2 separate regions of the Rattus norvegicus genome follow, and region 2 is linked to region 1. Evidence: chromatin contacts called from public Hi-C data. All regions are on one chromosome and are shown on one strand. The core of a region is the stretch at or near the end of the contact, and the rest is flanking DNA. Distances in the headings are between cores, read along the strand shown.

Region 1 (6,229 bases), core at 2,773-5,272:
ACAGATTCCAGTCTTAGATTCATGTGACTAAACATACAACCTGGAGCCAGTGGCCACTGTTCTCAACGTTTCCGTTTTCTCATCTTCAAATGGAAATGCTGATGCTAACTACTTATTAGATTTCTAATGCAAGAAGTTCTTATCGTTTTCTTATTAGAAAAGTTAGAATGTCTGAAATGTTTATAAGGTCATGCGATTCGTAAATCACAAATGCCTATCATTTTTAAGTAACAGTGAAAACAGACAACACAAAACTCTCAGAAAAGTCACTTAAGATTAAGACAGAAGGATTAATAACTGAAGAAAACGTAGAAGACTCCAAAGAAAGTAAAAACACAGTAAGGATTTGAATATCATAAAGGTTGAGGAAGCATTAAGGAGATGACTATTATGACTATATAATGACTAAAGCCATTACATAAACACACACACACACACACACACACACACACACACACACACATTCTGGCCTAGAGTATCACTCATGGAGGACATAAAATAGAGGCAGCATAATTGACCTGCAAGATGGCAGCAGATGGTGGCACACTTAATACTTCATATAAGACTGTGGTCGCCCAGCTGTGGTGCTGTGCTAGGCTTCCTCTTTGTGATAGACAGAGGAGCCGCTGTGCCCAGGATGGTTTTAACATCTCTGCTGTGGTCCATCTCCTTCCCTTGCCTGTCCTCTGTATCTGCACTCATTCACCCACTCTGGAGAAAGTCAGCTGTCAGCACAGCTGAGGAGGCTTGCTCACAGACCGGAAGGAAGTCCTATGAGCTTCCCACTCACTCATACTGTCTAAGACCTTAGCAGTGGCCCTGAGCTATCACAACCCTGCCTGTGTCTGGCACAAATGAGTACACAGGCTATGGTATTGTAAGTTCCCATGTTTGGAGATTATACATAGTATAGATAACTAAATTAAGGCTGAAGTAGCTTCCAAACATTATTTTATACATTTGATGAAATTACCTCCTCCTATGTAATGCCATTCTCTGTATTTTATATATTTAGTATTTATAGTATTCCTTTGATAATGTCATATATGTAATGTATTTTTATTATATTTGCCTCCCACTGCTTGAAGGCCCACTCTCACCCCATCCCAACTTCATTCTCCCCTCTTTTTTGGTTGATTTTAAATTTTAAAGTCCAAAGAGGTCAACTTGTGTATGCCATAAACTCATGGGTCACCTACCAGTGCCTGTATCCTTAAATAAAACTTACAACCCGTCCCCATCCACACAAGCCATCAAATATTAGTAGTTCCTGCCACTCTCCTCTATATACACTCATTCTAAAAATAATATTGACCCCTGCTTCTCCCAGATAATAGCCTGCTCAAGGCCCCTAAAATAATCGTATATTTACTACATAGATATAACTCTAATTTCATTCTTACTTGGTCTATGAAGAGCTACATGATCTCTGTTTGTGGTTTTCTTACAGTCACCCATCCTTATTATTTTTAAACTCCACATGTCTGCATTTACTTCCCTTGGGTCTGTGGAACACACTGGATGCATTTCTCCCCTCAGGCTTTTGAATGTGATGCTGCACTAATGGTCACACACACCAAGCTGGGAGTTGCAAGAAGTGGTCTTCGATGTCTCTTTTCTGACCCCTCTATACAAGGGGAACCCAGAGTTAATCCCGTCATCTGGATGCAGAGTTGCCTTGAGGGCCCCCTTGTTAAATGCTTGGTCACTGGGCATTGCTACTGGATAACAATGAACGCCCCTGTGGAAGTTCTTTAGCTCATGCCCTTGAAGTGGCTCTCTACCCTCATGCTCATGCATTCGGTCATTGCCACATCTGTCCCATCTTTCATCTGTGACAAATAGCCAAAAGAATGAAACCGTCTGCCCGATCTTAGACTGAAACCTTAAGAAGCAAAAGCCTATATTAAGTCATTTTTCTTTATCTATTGGTGGTGTCAGCCATTTTGTTATAGTAATGGGAAGCTGGTGGATATGGCTGGGTTATAAATCTCAGAGAAAATTCCGTCTGCGTTTCTGCACATTTCATCTCTGTTTATCTCTGTTGGATGAGCAGTTGCCTAAGAAGAATGCTGTCTTCTCAGAGCCACAGACATGGTTACAGAAGTCATCACTGTAAAGTGAAAATAGAGGCCTCTTTGCTCATGAAGTATTATGAATTTTACCTCAAGTGATAGTGGCTTCTATCACCCACTTTATCACTGTCAGGCTGCAGGAAACTCGTTCTCCAGGACCCATTATAATCTACTCTAAATAAGGTTTCCAGATGCCTTCACTGGGCATGTCATAGCCCTCTACATCTGCAGAACCAACATCTGATTTATAGCTTTTTAGGTACAGGGAGTAACTGTTCTCTGGTGCAGACCTGGTGATAAAAAGTCTGACCTGGGCATGAAGAGAAGCTCCAGGGAGGTCCTTTAGACCCTCTGTGATAAGATGTTTCTCTTGGAAAGTTTAGTGATGCAGATGCAACTGAGATAGAAAGGAGTCCACAGACTCCTGCGTATGCTAATCTCAGCAATTCTTGTGCAAGGGACCCTCCTTTGTAGCTTGCCCATCTCTATGCATTCTCTCCTGCTGTCATTAAACTGAAGTTATTTTCTGATGATAATTTTCTTCTTTTGACAATCCTTTGAGTGAGAAACATTTATACTTAAAGGACCAAACTCAGAATAATTGCTGTGATCGAAAGAAAGTTTATTTGGACTAAATTTAATAAGTTAATATCAACAAACCTCTACTGATTGAATACCCACTATATGTTGTTGGTGCATCAGAGACTAAAGAAATGAAATTGTCGCCCTCATGAAGCTGGCATTACAGAAAAGTGCTGTAGATCAAATGGCTACATATGTTAGAGACAATGGGGCAGTACCTGAAGAGTAAGGTGGAGAGGGGGAGGGGTTTGGGTTTTAAGTAGGGCAGTTGGGGTAGCCTGGGGATGAGGGAATGAGAAAATGGACACTAGGATTATTCAGATACATGCCAGGACAGAAGCTAAGACAGACACGATACAGAACACCCCATTTCTGGGAACCTGATTACAATTTGTCTACATAGGCTCTGCTTTTGGAAAACAGAGAAGGGATAAAAGAAAAACACAGTGAAAAGACTCACTCCAAAACAATAATTTGCATTTCGTGTGCATAAACCTTCTGAGAAGTGGCTAGCTGTCTTCTCCCAAGGGTCACCAGCGACTTGTGATATTTGATCACAGATCTTCAGTCACCCAGATTCCTTAAAGGAAAGCTCTCCAACACTGTACCGGAAACCTCTTAGGCTGAGATGTGTGTGTGCAGACATGTTGACTGGTTTGAACATGTTCCGTTCCTCTTGTTCCTTTTGCACTCTGGAAGCAAGATTTTTAAAACTGACATCAGAGAATTAAAGCAGGGGGTAGGAAGTGAACAGGATGGATTATGAAATAAACTAAGCAAGAAGAAAAATTATGAAATATACTAAGCAAGAAGAAAACAACATAATAAAACAGTAAGAAAAATTAAAGCAACCTTAACAATTAAACAAAGAAATACACAAAACGTGTTCAGCATATAATGAAGTGTTTAGAATTTATTAGCCAAATTTCATCACAAACTTTGGAAGCGGGTGCAGCTGTCTACAAGTGGAGAAATGGCCACAAGAAATTGTGTGGTTTTGTGCAGTAACAGTTTTGTCACTTATTTCTAAAGACCCATAGAAGGACGCGTGTAAATTCAGACACATTATACGTCCACATACAACCTGCTGAATTCAATGTATACACATTCAACGAACACATATTCAATTTGAAACGACAGGAAGAAAAATAATGTGCTTAATCTCAGATGGCAGGAAACACAAGTTTAGTCTCTTCGGGCTGCTGTATAAATCACGCCTTGCTCACTTTCTTATTAGATAAAAGGGAAACCCTTAATGCTTAATAACAGCACTAAAGGTCAGTGATGAGCCCAAGAAGCACCAAACAAACAAAACAGCAGGGACCCCGGCAGCTTTCTACTTCAGGGCGTGCGCCCGACTCAGGCAGTGGGCGGAGCCGAGAAACCGAAAGAGAAAGCGGGCTGGGCGCAGAGGACCTCGGGCGCCGGGATGAAGCCTCACGCGGCCAGCCTTTTGCTGCTGTGTTGCTGCTGTCTCGGCCGCGGGGTCGCCCGGACCTGGCCTTGGAGCCCCCAGCGGGAGGCGGCTGCCTTGCGGGTACCAAGTTCGCTCCCTTTACTTGTCCACTGCCCCGGGGCTCCTAGGGAGGGACCCAAACTCCAAGCGCGCATTTCCCCAGTAGAGCAGCTCCCTAAAAGCCTTGATTTCTCAAGGCAAGGATTAGTATGCTGTGCCCCAAAACACTAAAAGATGTCCAGGGCAAAGCTAAGGGGAACAAGTGCCCTCTCAACTCCAAAGCTTTCCCCACACCAAACCTGTCTCATAGAAAGCCGCCGGCAGAGGGCACTAGCTCCCTCCTGTGACTGGAAGTTCAAATGCCAGGAGCAGCTTCTTAATTCTGAGAGACTTCGAAGATGGATAAATGATTCTCTGTCCTTTATCCATCCACTGTCTACCACTTTACTATGAAGTTCTCTCTGGCTTTATTGCTTTTAAAAATTTTTCATAGTAATCCAATTTCTTTCTGAAATGGACCGAGTGGCTAACCGCGGATACATTTTCCCCAGTAACCAGGGAAACTGGCCGGAATGCGGATTCACACTTGGCCTCAGTTGCTATAGGTGATGCTATCTGACAGGTTTTTAAATCTGAAAAGATGCCATCACCATTTTATTAGAGAAGGAAACTCATCTGCTCTGACTCAGAGTCTGAATTCAAGGATGCTGCTCATGGGCCATTTAATTAGGGTCTCCTGTTGTTTTCTGAGATTTCTATGGGGCTTCATAGCTCAGCTTCCTTCCGCTGTCCTCTTTGGCCTAAGTTGGTTTCAGCTACCCTTGTGTTGTACTCAGATCAAAATGTGTGCCCTTTTTGCTCCCTTTGTTACTTTTAAGCTCATTTCTTGTTATCAGAAGCACTATTTCTCGCCAGAGTCCTTGACCTATGTGTTACCGAGACCTGTTCTTGACTTCATCTCCTGATGGACTAGACCCACTGGGGTGAAGTAGTCAGTATCATGGGTGTTGACAATGTGTTTATTGGCTAAATAGTTTTTTTTAAATCTTGAATGTTGAAGGTCAACGATGTAAGTGTATAATTTCTTTCCTCCTGGCTGAAATAAAGCGAGGTTGCCAACAAAAGCAACTTAAAGAAGGGTCTGCCTTGGCTCACACTTCAGGGGAGAGTCTATCATGATGGGGGTGTCATGGTAGCATGTGTGTGGAGCACCTGTCCACACTAAATCAACATCCAGGAAGGGAAAGACACGGATACTGTCTTCCCAGCTCATTTTCCTATCTTTATTCAGTCCAGAACCCTATCACCTGACACAGTGCCTTTTTAGTTTACGATGGGCTTCCTACCCTAGTTACACTCATCTAGAAGCATCCTCAGACTCGGCTCAAAGGTTTATTTCCATGGATATTCCCAAACCCAGTAAATGTACAGTCAAGATTACAGTCACAGTCACTGATAAATTACAAAATAGAATGTGTGTGAATTGTAATTTACATGCCTACTCATATTTTACTCATGAGGAAATTGAAGCCCCCAGACAAATGTCTAGAAAATGCCACTCTTTTGAAGAGAAATGCAACCAAGGATCCATCTAGGAAGTTAAAGGTTGGAAGTTGAAGAAAACACATAAAAAAATCTTACTACATTTTTAAAACTTCAGGTTAAAAACACCAAAACCGTGTTCCAAGCAGTTCCTGGTAGCAGGAATTTGCCTGCTAAGTTAGATGACCAGTTTTCTGAGAATTTAGTCCTTAAACAATAGCTACAAATTGTGAGTCCCCCTGTATGAATTAAAATATATGATAAGGGAAACTGGCTTGTAAGTCTGAAAAGCTTCATTTTAACAAAATTGTTTCCACTGTTGAATCCCTTGATTGGAGATTCTGTTTTCTTACAAGGCACATTGTGTACAGAATCTACAAAGTTATTTTGTTTCACAATGAAGCGAAACATTTTAAATTATGCTATAAAGTAAAATTGAGTAAGGAAGTACTCTAAATTCCACCGAATATTCCTTAAATGAAAACAAACAGCAGCCCTAACAGCTACCATTTCATTATTACTCAATGAGTCAACGCTCCTCCATAGCTTATTATGGGATGCCTTACATGCTACC
Region 2 (6,111 bases), core at 3,105-5,604, 480 kb after region 1:
GGACTAGGCACATCCTCTCCCACTGAGGCTCAACCAGACAATCCAGGTAGAGAAAGGGGAATTCAATGGCATATAACAGGGTCAGAGACAGCCCCTGCTTGAATTGTTAGGAAACCCACACGAAGACCAAGCTGCTCATTTGCTACAAGTTTTTAAGGGTCCTAGGTCAAGCCTCTGCATGCTTGTTGGTTGGTGGTTCAGTCTTTGTGATCCCCCATGGGCCCAGGGTAGTTGACGCCGTAGTTTTTCTTGTGGTGCCGTTGCCCCTACAGTTCACTCAATCCTACCCTCACTCTTCCACATGACTCCCTGATGTTTGGCTGTGGGTCTCTGCATCTGTTTCCACCCAATGCTGGAGGAAACCTCTCAGGAGACAGCTATGCTAGGCTTCTGCCTGCAGGTGTATCAAAGTATCATTAATAGAGTCAGGGACTGGCTCTCTCACATGCGATGGGTCTCAAGTCGGGGAAGCCATTGGTTGGCTGTTCCCTTAGTCTCTGCTCCAACTTTATCCCTGTGTATCTTGTAGGCAGGACAAATTTTAGGTCAAAGGTTTTGTGGGTGGGTTGATGTTTCTCTCTCTCCACTCCAAGTGCTGCCTGGCTACAGGAGGTGGCCATTTCAGTCTCTTTGTCCTCTGCTGGTAGGAATCTCAGCTTGGGTCAAACCCATAGACTTCTTGTGCTCCCATAGCATGTTAAAATAGTTATTCACAAACAATGCATATTTACCCCCTCAGTTCACAAAACGAGAAGCAATGTTACTTCACTCTAGATTGATACATTGCCTCATAGATTATGGGGAAAGGCTACAGACTTATGAGAAAATTACAACTCATGAGACTCCCCTGCCCCAATATTATACAAGTAGCAAACAATTGCTGGGAGAGAAGAAACCATTTGATGTAGCTATTTCCAAGTTCTGTAGGGAACTGTAGGGATGCAGCTTTTGTATGCCACTGGTCATGCCGGAGTGGACTTGTTAGTGGTGGATTTGCTGATGTCATACATGCTTCTGTAAATAATTCTAATAAACTCTCATCGGTTCAACAAGCTAGATATGGCATGAGTAATGTCACTGGTCTGTTACTGGTTTCATCTGAAATGGGTAGATGGGGCTGCAAGTCTGGAGCATATCAAGAAGAATCCATAAAAGTTGATTGAATCACCTAGCTATGGTCCTGCATTTCTCCAACATCTGTTTTCACTGTGACCATTTGGTACCTTGCACTTCTCCTGGGAAGAGTCCTGTGGTTATGATGGTTCCTCCAAAATCATAGAGTTATTCCCTCCATTCTGTAATGATCAATCTAATTAAAAACAAATAAGGCAATATATTTCATAGGTGCCAGGGATTAGGCTATGGACCTTCCCTGGTGGCAGGGCTATCCACTTAGACTGTTAGTTAAGAGCATCAGTTCTACATTAGCCTAACTGGATCCAATTTTTTTCTAGTCATTAATCACTGAAATAAATATAATAGGAAACCTAAGTTTTCTAGACCTTTATTTTCTCACCTATAAAATGTGACTGTACAAAAGTAGATATTTCTCAAGGCTAGATAAAAATTAAAATAAGTAAATTACTAAAGCAGAAGTAATTATACTGGGCCCTGTACAAATAGCAAGTGTTCTGGTATCCAATCAGATCACATTTCTAACTAGAACAGCATCTGTAGTGACAGCTGACTTAAGACATTAACCTAATGACAAAGACAGTTTGCTCACAATGATGAGTTCTGTTTAAAAATAAAGAATCATGTTTCTTTATGTATCTTGCTGTATGATAATTCTGTTATCTCTATGTAACATGCAAACGTACATAGTTATATTTATCAACTTGCTTTTCTCAAAGCAGAGGGATTCTCTATAATAAAAAAAGGACTAGTTTGGTAACAGCAGAACATTGCGATCAGAACAAACATTATACTAAATTATGGACATATGAAAGGACATTGAGAAAAAAAGACCAAAATGGGGTATTATGAAACAGGAATCTTCAATCTCTGATTAATAAAAAGTGTGATGTCATTTCCAGTCTGAACAGATAGGTGCTGGCCAGATGTCCTGCAGAAGTACTTCTTGTATGAGGTGGCATCTGAAGCAGAGGGTTATGGCAGTCTTTAGTGGTACCAGTCAACCATGCAGAAGCCTTCTTTCACAACATCAAAGCATTATTTGCTTTTAAGTTTAAGGTTAACTAAAGTGACTCCATTTTGATTCTGTCAATGTTGACATTTCTTTCAAAAGAGTGGTGCTAAGTTTCTCCCACAAACATGAAAAAGTACGCTTAAATCACCATAGATCATCACAGCGGGACAGCTTTCCTCAAGACTCCGATGTCCCTTTGGGAGTTCCTCCCTGGTCACAGTGCATTCACCCAACAATTCTGCAACTGTCATTGTACTGTTATCTGAACTCAGCCTTCATCCCTCAAGAGCTATGGGACTCATGTTACAGCACACCATCCAGTGCCCATAGAGAGCTTTTTAGTTTTCATCTGATGATAATTGTGAGCACAGACCCTTTGTTCCTTTTAAATTTGTATCTGATCTCTAACCTGTACCATAAGCAACAGAACTACAAATAGCTTCCTGCTATGTGAGGATAAAAAAGGTCACATCTCAGTTTGTCAAATGCAAATGGGTCTTCTTTTACCCTATATCCTGCCCAAACACATGCCTGCATGCACATGTGTGCTTGCAAGTACACACACACACACACACACACACACACACACACACACACGCCAAAGAGGCAATAAAAGCTGAGCAAACACCCACAGTGGATTATCTTGAGCACTAGCTAAAGGCAGCTACTGTGCTTAGCCACTCAAAACCATGGTTAGGGGTCCATCTACTAGACTAGGGGTCCACCCTTCTCTCCTATACTCCTTACTCAGACACGCATCTGTAACAACTGAAATGCTGCCAGGAAGAACTTTCTTTAGAGCCTCTCAGTTTGTGCTTGTGGAGAATAATCATCCGAAGTCATTCCCATGGTGTGCAACTATGCCCTATCGGTAGCTGGGAACTCGGTGTTCTCTATCATTGATGTTGTTGTAAGTTTATTTCCATAAGTCATGCCTAAATTCAACTTATATCAGTCAAGTGGATACCAAATGAATACAGCCCTTACACATTATCCAAAATTGGTTCTTCCCATTTGGGTACCTGCTGTTGGTACAGGGGCTTTAACAGAATTGTGAATGTTAATAAAATGTAGGACAGAAAATTTAACAGTAACTGGTAAAAATGGGGAGTCTTTTCCTTATGCATATATTCACTTAGAGATAGTTAAAACAATTTAGTTAAGCAAAACAAATTTACCGAACAAGTTGAAAAGCGTAAACTGAGCTTTTAAAAGGAGTTACTGCAAATATTACTTAGAAACCATTTTCTCACTAAACTTCATATTTATTTTTCTGTATTTAAAATTTCTACGTGCTTATTTATTAAATCAAGTTGTCAGTGTTATTTTTTTTAAAAAGAAATATTGCGGAGGTATGGAAACGAGCAGGTTTAGTTATAGTGAATGAATTGATTTTGACATACTTTTTTCGAGTTAAAATAGTTAAAATCTGTGTAACTTTAAAAGTTTAAGTGTTTTGTGAATTAATATTAACGATAATTAAATGACAACGATATTGATTCTTTCAGCAGTACTTCTCGCCTGTTTTTTTTTTTTTATTTTGCTGACTGATTTTTAACCCGTTTATCAGCTAAATATAGAAAGGGGAAACTTTCCATCAAAGATGCGAAACAGGCTCTGGGCTGAGTGCATATGGGATATTTTAGCACATATAATCCCTCCCCAGAGCATACCTGCCCCGCCCCGGGGAACTGCATCAGTTGCAAGAAACGCTCATGTGTAATATTAACTGAATGCAATTCTAAATATTTCCCAATATTTCGCTACATATTACATTCATTATCCACCGCAATCCTTTAAGGAGGCAGTCCTATAATTATTAGCTTCTTATCAAAGCATAGAGACCTTAATTTGCATGTGCCAAGAATCAAACATGCAGTTTGACTCCGATGATTGCAAACGTCAGTACTACGTCATTCTGTCGGCTCTGCTGACACTGCACCGACTCACAGATTCCACGTCCTAACTAACAAAAGGAAATTTTGCATCGTGGCCACGCAATACCTGCCTATATGGATGGATCTTAACTGAGCAGGAGCAATCAATGCAGGAGCATTGTGGCGTGATGGCAGAGGGCCGGTCCTGTTTCCTAGGCAACAGCCATTGCAAATAAGCTGATAGGGCACTGCGCTCCCAACACCTACACCGGTGATGTCACTTCCTTGGTCTGTGCGGTTGTCCCAGCGACGCAGGCGGAAAGGCGGTGTTGGGTACCCAAGAGACCAGTCGGTTGGAAGTCACTTCCTCCCGGGGACGCTGTTGCCTGGCAACCGCCTTCCGCCTCCATCTTTTGCCCCGCCTCCAGCTTATTCCGATACCTGGTTTCCCAGACCGTGAGGCCCGGGCCGGGGGCGACACCTATGCTAGACCATAGCCGCTGGATTCTCAGGTGGTCACAGGGGCCGGGGTGCACGGGGAGCGGGGTGGATGCAGGAGGCGCGAGCTGTGGTACGTGGAGGAGTCCGGGGACCGCGCTGGGTGTGCGCGGGCCTGGCGCGTGCTGGGCCGGGAGCCGCGCGGAGCCGGCCGGGGACGCGGACGCCACCTGGCCAGCCCGGGGCGCTCTGGGCGGTGGCCGGAGATCCAAATGGGCCTCGGACGTCGCGCGCTAGAAACAGAGACTTTAATGCAGCCTGATGTGATGCAACTCAGTGCGGAGATGTTGTTGTTGTGTGTGGAAGAGCCAACAAATGGCTTGGGAAAATGTCGCTGCTGCTGACTGTGGCTAAGCATTGTTTTGAATACTGTTATATGCTAGCTGTTTCCGGGGCTGGGAACCTTGACATTCCTCTTGGTTGCATCTTGAAATAAGTCATTGTGGCATCCGCAATGCTATATGTTTTTAATAATGGAAAGGTGAAATCGTTTGGCAAAGTTTTGGTGATTATGTATTTCATTCATCCTTAAAATAGTTGTTGAACAGTAACTTCCTTATGCGTTTTCTTTTCGTGAAAACAGATTGGTGTGAGAATTTTATGTCCTTAACAAAAACCACTGTTACATTTTTAGGTGAACATATTGGGCAGTGTTTAAAGCGATTTCTCTTTATTTGGCCTGGGGTTGGGGGAGCACTAATGCCAGGAATAGAGTACCCCAGTCATGCATAAAGGTCTAATTCTTTTAAATATTTATGTGTAAATTTCAGCCACCATCCTAGATTGAATGAATTGTTTCAATTATTTATTAACTGTTGTATAAAAGAGAAAAAGGATACACTATGTCGGATGAAATCTTCAGCACAACTTTGGCATATACCAAGAGTCCAAAAGCTACTAAGAGAACTTCTTTTCAGGTAAAACATGGCAAACCATTTGGTTTTGTCTATGCCTCTATTCAGCACTTGCTGGTTCTCACAGGATCTGGCATGAAGCAGGAGGACTTCTTGTTTCTCTAAGTGTGTTGTAGGTCATCTGTCAACTTTGGGCTCTAGTATTAAAACACCCCTCTGTGAGACCCTGTCTCCAATATTTGCTTTTAAGTTGAAAGCCACAGAGCGACTTCAGAGCTTGTCTCTCTAAATTTCGGTTTTCTATCGTAAGCATCACAAGGACTTACTGTGCCAACCTTGCACCCAGCTTTTGCTCGTGTTTGCCATATCGATTATGCCCATCTTTGCAATATACGTAAAAGACCCAGTGGTAGGCTGTGTGCCTGACGTGCTTGTCAAACCCAAGCACTTACCTCCCTCAAAATGTACACTCTAACAATGTCAGTTTCTAATAAATCCAATCTCAATCGATGCCCCTAGCATTCATTAGCATTTAGCGCAGATTGTAACCTGCGGTTAATTTATCTAATACTAGTAGTCACTTCCTGTTTAGGAATCCCAGAGGAGATGGCTCAATTTTGCACTAAGTCTGATGGGTATATTGTACCGCATAGGCTTAGAGTAAAGTTAGGTGATTGAAACTTAAGTGTGAATGCGGAATAATCGAGTAATATTTGTTTAAAGGTCTCTTCTA

Evidence for each region. A called contact is a pair of places that touch in the nucleus more often than the background predicts.
Region 2: a Hi-C map of kidney shows a contact between it and region 1, with 4 times the contacts expected there. The contact joins the promoter of Map9 here to the promoter of Ctso in region 1. A contact is called at or near these places in 3 of 12 Hi-C or Micro-C datasets (frontal cortex, kidney and liver).

The regions. Positions count from the first base shown.
Region 1 is chr2:169,524,446-169,530,674 of GRCr8, forward strand. Ctso (cathepsin O) reads left to right here and starts at 4,023. Exons shown (of 8, transcript NM_001427175.1): 1 at 4,023-4,194. The coding sequence starts at 4,087.
Region 2 is chr2:170,002,393-170,008,503 of GRCr8, forward strand. It overlaps Map9 (microtubule-associated protein 9), which reads left to right and starts at 4,355. Exons shown (of 14, transcript NM_001135716.1): 1 at 4,355-4,541; 2 at 5,351-5,441. The coding sequence starts at 5,367.